Linked DNA regions of Rattus norvegicus: region 2 is linked to region 1. A link is a contact called in public Hi-C data. All regions are on one chromosome and are shown on one strand. Each heading gives the region's core, a stretch centred on a gene start, on an enhancer-like site or on the middle of the called end of the contact. The rest is flanking DNA. Distances are from core to core; before and after follow the strand shown. Region 1 overlaps Rnf144a (ring finger protein 144A). Region 2 holds the start of Rnf144a (ring finger protein 144A).

Region 1 (3,777 bases), core at 324-2,823:
CATGAGATTGCTGTGCCACTGAAACCCAGACACACTATTCAGAGGTGGCTCTGAATTAACTAAGCACAAAGCTGCTTAGAAACAGAATCAGGGTGAAAGACACCCTGTGCCATGGCTCTTTGGTCCAAACTCCACCAATGCCAATGGGACATTAAAGGGGCCACGTGACAGGTAAGTGTCTTGTTCATGATATTGTTTCAAAAAGCCACTCCCTCACTTTCCAGAGACCCCTGGGCAAAGAGAAGGTCTATGTAAGACACAGTAGAGTCCAAAGAACTGAAGAGCAGCACCAAGTCTCTGGAGGATACCTGGAATGTGTTGGTGGGCTAGAGAAGAGTAGCTTCCTTAGGTGTTGCTTCAACCCAACTTAGTCCACACAGCCCTAGGTACCACTGATGAGAGTCTTCAACCACAGGTATCTCTAGATGTTTGACATTTGAGACTAAACCTATGGGGACAGCAAGGGGCCTCAGGAGTAAAAGCTCTTGCCGCTGAGTCTGATCTACGGTACGAGTGTCAAGGTGTGAAAAAATAACCAACTCTACAATGATATCCCTAACACAGCACACACACACACACACACCACCACCACCACCACCACCACCACCACCACCACCACCACCAGTAACAACAAGTTATTAGAAAAGGAACATATGTATATGAGTATTCTATGTACACCTTGTGCCTAGTGCCCACAAAGGCCAGAGGAGGTCATTTGATCTCCAGGATCCAGGGCTAACAGTTGTTATGATCCACCATATGGGTGCCCTGAAGCCAGGTTATCCGCAAGAGCATGAAGTGCTCTTATCTAACCACTAAGCCATCTCTTACATCTTTTTACACTGTGAAAAGAAAGGAGGAGGAAGCTGTGTGGCTCAGAGATGCTGAGAATCTTGCTGAGGTGAGCGGTGACTGGAAAGCACGTTGTGCTCTTCCCATTTTGTATGAATTTTCTGCAAGGCTTTCAGATCACGCACTGGGGAACCCTCTACACATGCCTGCACATCTTCAGAAGCACGGATGCTTATTCTCAGTGGGAAGCCAAGCGGCTGGGTGAACACCACTGTTAACAGGCATAGCATCAAACAGATCCAAGGACCCTATGAAACGGGGAATCTGGGTCTAAGAGACTCTTGGACTTAAGACTCAACTGCAAATCATACTCCCTAGGGAACATTTATTGCCCAGGGTACCTCGGTTTCGTCGCCTGTGACTAGGCTGCGTCTCACAGGCTGCCATGGGATATATACTATGACTTCTAGTCTAAAATATAACAATCAAATAATGAGACCGAAAAAACAGAGAGTTACATGGCCTTCCACTGGATGCTTCTGGCTTCTCCCTAGTGACACACCTCTTTTAAGTACAGAACCAGCACTGGGTATCAAGGTCCCCAAAGCCGGGGGTATCCTGAGCAGTTTACCAGCAAATAGAGTGATCTTTTTTCAGAGCACCTCATCTCTGTCAAAGTAGGCACAAGAAAAGAATTTGCCAGTGAGCATCCAGGACTCCTCAGTGGTCAGACACTGTCCCCTATGAATCAGACAACCCCTTAAATGTGGTCTGTGCTATTCTGAAACCCCCAATAACCTCTCAAAAGGTTAAAAAGGATCGTCTTATTTTGAAAGGCCCCAGAGGACCTTTGGGCATGTCAGATTTTTATAGCTTCGTTCAGGGTCAGAAGATGTACGGATTTTTTCATTCCCTCTGAATTTAACCAGTATTTAAGTGTACCGATTATAGCTGGAAACACACGTCTCTTTCCAGCATGTGGTTGAAGAGGTGGACGGGGAAACAGCTTTGGAAATTTACAGCCCAGAAATAGCATGTGGTCTGTCTGCTTGGGAAGAACCAACTCCTCTGTGACAAACAGGGAGAAGCCCAGCATCGACCAGCAAATAGACAACCCAGACAGCAGGGATTTTTGTCCTGGTGCCCATTACTGGACACCAGGCAGGCTTCCCAAGTCTAGGACACACCAGAGGCCAGCACAGCTTGGAATGTAGGGATTGGCCAGGCTGAAATAAGTGTGGGCCACTCGAGCAAGATGTGTCCTGACAGGAGGCTGACTTAAAGGAAGCAGTAAGGAGTTAACAGCACTGGCTGCTCTTCCAGGACTAGGGTACTTAGCACCCAAGGGGTGGCTCATAACCATCTGTAACTCCAGTCCCAACACCCATCAGGCATACAAACAACACACACATTTTCAAAAATAGATATTTGTGTGTGTGTGTGTGTGTGTGTGTGTGTGTGTGTGTGTGTGTGTGTGGTGGGTAGGAGATAAAAGTGAAATGTACCAACCATTTCCTAATTGCCTTGCATGAAGGAGCTGCTACTGTGCCTGGTTGTGGCACATTAGGTGGTCTGGAGGGGGCTTTGGAGATCTGCTGTTCTAGCCACTGGCCAGCTCTGAAGCTTCTGGTATCGAGTTCCTGTACTTCTGACATGGGGTGAAGAGTAAAAAAGTCCCTGCGGGGTCTGTGGATATTCTGACTTTATCCTGGAAGCTCGGGCTAGAAGACCATGGTGAACACAGGCCACGGGAGGTTTGTTTTTTTTCCAATCTGGGCCTAGGCAGAATGTTGTTGTAACTTAGTTTTAAGGAATAGATTTCTTTAAGACGACCTGTGGGAAAGGATTGCTACACTGCCATTCCCAAAATAACATCTGGGAACCCCTGCACGGAACGATCTCTACCATTTACTCTATGCTGAACTTTCTGTGGTTCTACTTTTAGACACACATTAACTCACAGTAAGGCATGCAGAAGAAAAGGGACCCAGCTCTGTACCACAGACACCTTGTAAATGCACCCGGCAGTGAAGCCATGATGTGTGCCCCAATTTCAGGTCCCGGGGGGCACTAAAATGGAAAGTACATGTGCACATGCGAGGAGGCAGGTGCCTTCACCAATCTGCACCTTGCTGTTTGAGGCAGAGTCCCTCACTGAAGCCAGAGCTTGCAATTCTGCTAGACTGGTTCTCCAGTAAGGCCCACAGATTCTCCCACGTCTGTCTCTCCAATGTTGGAATTGCAAGGCACTCCAGGCTTTTGCTTAACATAGATTCTGGAGGCACCAAATTCAGACCTACATAGCAGCCTATTATGGACTAACCCATCTCTATGGCTAGATAATTACTAATCTTAATACTGTAGCAACATTCCTTCTATATGTTGTGACATGGGCTTAAGCTCCTTTACAGGAGTGAGAACTGAACTGTTCACCTAGCTCAAATGGATCAAAAATACCTCTTCCACCTTGGCTGTTAGTCACACCTCTTCACAATGGTTGTGAGACACCTCCTAGCAGAGAATGGATCCCACCCTCAGTGTTCTGCACAGTGATATCTGCTTTGAGCCACAGGGATTTTTGAGCGCTCAGGAGCCACAAAGACAAAGCTGAGCTGCCCACTTCCCTCTGATGCTATGAAGACAAAATGCCCTGGCACAAAGTGGGACTTCAAATATAGCCCTAAGGATCCAAAAGGTGGCTAGCTCAGAGGTCAAGAGGGCTCATTGACCTTGAAGAAGACCAGAGTTGAGCTCCCAGCACCCACACGCTACTCACCACAGTGTCTTCCCACGATAGATCACTAAGCTTCATTTATAACCGAACACTTCTAAAGTGTCAAGAGCAGGTTAATTGACATTATGTCAAAAGAGTCTTCTGAGGAAATGGCTGGGGGAGAAGTGATGAACCGAGAGTTAAGAAAGTCACTTTTCTCTTAAATCAGATAAAAGCAGTTAAGGGAAAGGAAAAAGCACAGGCCAAACTTT
Region 2 (3,777 bases), core at 810-3,309, 35 kb after region 1:
AGCTTGCAAACAAGAATTTTGAAAGACGCCTGTAAAGTATAAGCATAGCTCCCACAGCTTTGTGGCCTGTGGACGTCTAATTCCGTCCGCGTGTTCTTTCAGTAATTTATCTTTCAGTAGTTCCCCTTGACCGGGGTGGGAGGCGCCGATGTGAGAACTGGGATGTCTTTAGGAAAATGAACTCCAGGAGCTGGAGATGTAGCTCAGGGGAATATTTGCCTACCGTTCCCATTCACCAGGCCCCTTGTTATGCATACACTGATGATAGTGGTCCATTGCATTCACTCCAGTACTCCATTGGTGCAAACTGGAAAAGTTCAAGGTCATGTTCGGCTCCCTCAGGAGTTCCAGGTCAGCCTGCCCTAGAGAGCCTACAAAAACCTCACTATAAAAACTAAAGACGAGTGAATATATCAAAATGTTAACTCCAGAATTCAAATTGTGTTGGGTCCAGAAAATGTCCCTCCTAGTCCAACTGAGTTCCATGCACCCATTTTCCCAGGAGGGTCACATGGAACCCTGGAACACAAAATAGGTATGTATGGCAAAGGGTGGTGCCTGACTTAAAACCCCACGGGGGAGGGGGGGGCACCTGGCCCTTTAACACTGCCACAGTCACCCTGAAGCATGAAGTAGTTACTGTTTGTTTCAAGACCACCCAGGAGTCCCACTCAACAGAGGCCAAGTCCAGAGTCTTGGCCTCCAATTCAAAATCCCCTCTACACATACTTCCTGAACAGTCTTTAAAATGTAATAAAAGCCAAACTGTGGGAGACACTAGAAAAAGTAGTACAGCCCACGGGTGCCACTGAGGAGGAACAAAACTTTGGTTCTCTGGAAGCCACGGAGGCAACCCCATGGGAACGGTTCTTCACACTCTGCATTCCTTTGCTGGTGCTTTTTCCACCACCCTGGCTACGCCCCACTGGTCATCTGATTCCACAACTCTTCCTTTAGAACGGCCCCTGTCTCTGCCCTCTTATCCTAGGGCGCCCTAACCACCTTTCCTTCCATCTGCTATTGTGTTTTTATGCATCTCTTAGCAGTCTAAACTACCACCCTGGCCAGGGTCATGGAGAAGGACCTGTCTCCCAGACACCCCTCCTGGAAGGTCCTTCCTTCCTAAAAGTGTCCTAAGCAAAATTGTTCTGTCCTTCTAATCCTAGGACACTGGAATACACGGAACCGTGGGAAGGGTTCCCAGAGCCTTGTCTAGCTCTCCTTGTTATGTGGCCTTTGACCCTGCACCAGGCAGGCTGTAGATAACTGTTCAAAATAAGCATACTTTAAAGCATTCTCTGAAAAAGAGACCAAACAAGAACTAGAGCAAACTTTAGGTACGACCACCAGAGACCCGCCTAGGGTGAAGAAGTCGCCTCTTCCCGCGCAACGGAGGCGGCCAGGAAGCCTTCTGTTAGCAGGAGCGATTAAATCTCTGAGCTCCAGGGACGGTGCAGAAAACCGGGAGCAATGCGGAGCACGGAATGCGAGAGTCCTGAGGGGACTCCTCAGGAAAGAGAGGTGCAAGGGACACCGAGACTCCTGGGCCAGAGGCCAGCAGAGGACCATGCCCATGGCTAGGCGCGGCTAAGCACTGCGGGGTACTCGCGACTGCCACTGTCTAGAACGGACCGGACCTTCCCCACGCCCTCGCTCTACCCATGGCCAGGTCACGGCGGGAGTCCACCCAAGGCCTGCAGACGGCCGCCCACCCGGGCCACTCCAGCTCAGCACATCCCGCGCCTGCGGCTGTAGACTTCTCCGTGGCGCGCGATCCCCAAGTGCAAGCGGCCAGGAGGACGCGGCCGTCACCCAGCGGACTCAAGGAGCAGAGCCCTCATCGCCTCCCCGGAGCCCGCGGGTCACCGCCCGGCAGCACCGGTTAGGGGGCCGAAACCAGCCCCGCACAGCCTTGTCCCGCGCGGCCCGCTCGGGCGATGCCGACACAAAGGGGACGCGCGCGTCACCCACCTGGTCCCGCGCGGTCCGGGCTCCCGCTCGGCCTCTTTGCGCGCGGTTGCGATGGCCCCGCCCGGTGCCGGCTCGCGGGTGCTGCTGCCCCGTCAGCCTCCCGCGTGCAGCCCGCCCCGCAGCGCAGCGCCCTTTATGCCTCCCCGCCCTGCGCCCCGAGAGCTGCGCGTGGGGTCGACGGGGCGCGAGCGCGCACTAAAGCGCGGGCGCGGGAGGCAGAGCCAGTTTGCACGCCAGCGCCCCCTGCCGTTCAGAGGCGCCTTAATGTCCATGCACCAGGACCAGCTGTGCAGCCCCCACCAATGCCAGAGGACCCAGGTCAGCTTACTGACCTTATGGTGCCTTTCGGGGGTACAATGAGACCTCCTGAAGTTGTACCCCTACTTCCAATACCAGAAGAGCAAGTCCCAACAGCTACAAAGAAATGTGTTAAAGAAAAAAAAAGACCCTACCAATGAGGAACTGGGAATATCGTTCAGCGGGATATCTGGGACCCTCTACTGTAGTCTGGCTATGCAAATTATAGTAAGCCTCTGAACTTGACAGAACCTACTAGGCGATCTGCCTGTGGGTACTTTAAAAGAATCATCTTTTCACCCAAGTTCTGATGAAGCAAATGGATGGAAGAGTTCTCAACGGGCCCGGGCCTGAGGCTAAGGCTCCGTGAGTATATGTGGCGTATATGTGAAACAAAAGCCACAGCATTTTGTTTCTTTCTCTTAGCGCCTAAAATCCACCAGTGGATGGGAATTCCCATAAGTTATTCTCTTGCAATCCCTCTGTTAGTTCCTGAAAATTCATGTCAAACGTGCAAAAGTGGGCGAACCCTTTGAGTATGTATTATGGCTAGAATGAAATGTCGCCACAGGCATGTGTTCTGAACGCTTGGTCCCCATCTGGTAAAGATATTTCTGGGAGGTTCTGGGAATGTCCGGAGATGAGAGTTAACTAGGGAAGGCTCGAGGGGGGGCGGGGCGTGAGGGGGAGGTTGATCCTCTCTCTCTCTCTCTCTCTCTCTCTCTCTCTCTCTCTCTCTCTCTCCCTCCCTCCCTCCCTCCCTCCCTCCCTCCCTCCCTCCCTCCCTCCCCTAAGATGTTCTGCTCAAGCACTTTGGGCTCAAACAGCTGAGGACTGCACCCTTTGGCTAGGGGACTGGAGAGCCTCTGTTTGCTAACTCGCTCGACTTCTCCGGTTTTCCCCTGGAGAATTAAAACAGGATTAAAAGCTCTGTACCCTCTACTTTCTGCTACTACATTCCCGGGTACATATGTGTGTATACATGTGTACGTGGGTATGTGTGCAAGCCAAAAGGCAATGCTGGGGTGTTCACTTCTCTTTCTCTACCCTATATTATGACCCTAAACTCCTCTAATTCAGCTAGCTTGGTTGGCCAGCAAGCTCCGGAAGCCCTCTGTGCTATTACCCCAAACCCCATTACCCAGTGCTAGGATGGCAGGCATACACGACACCTGTACTCTTACGTGGATGCTGGTTACTAAGCTCAGGTCCTCAGGCCTGTATGACAAGCACTGTAGTGACCGAACTGTCTCCCCAACCCCTACATCCATACCCTCACCAGTTACCGCGTTGACTGTTTCTAATCTTCAGAAACACACACTTGGAGGACGTGGTGCCTCATACAAAGAAGGCTAACATTCTGAGGGCTGAGGTAGAAAGAATTGCAAAGTCAAGGTCAGCCTGGACTAGATAGTGAGACTCTGTGTCCAATAGGCAAAAGTCAAAACAAAACAAGGACACGCGTGGCCTCCCAGAGCCTTGGCTTGCATCAGACTCTGTATAAATGCC

What was found. Hi-C and Micro-C count contacts between places; a contact is called where the count stands out from the background.
Region 2: a contact with region 1 is called in a Hi-C map of frontal cortex, with 1.9 times the contacts expected there. The contact joins the promoter of Rnf144a here to the enhancer-like site in region 1. A contact is called at or near these places in 2 of 12 Hi-C or Micro-C datasets (frontal cortex and liver).

The regions. Positions count from the first base shown.
Region 1 is chr6:48,711,113-48,714,889 of GRCr8, forward strand. All of the region lies in intron 2 of Rnf144a (ring finger protein 144A), which reads right to left. Among named protein-coding and RNA genes, the nearest start is that of Rnf144a, 35 kb to the right of the region's middle. Within about 2 kb of position 1,574, at least 6 of the 93 cell types and tissues checked have an H3K27ac peak or open chromatin away from gene starts, as enhancers often do.
Region 2 is chr6:48,746,118-48,749,894 of GRCr8, forward strand. Rnf144a (ring finger protein 144A) reads right to left here and starts at 2,060. Exons shown (of 9, transcript NM_001082410.1): 1 at 1,972-2,060. It overlaps LOC134479352 (a long non-coding RNA gene), which reads left to right and starts at 2,178. Exons shown (of 2, transcript XR_010052554.1): 1 at 2,178-2,634.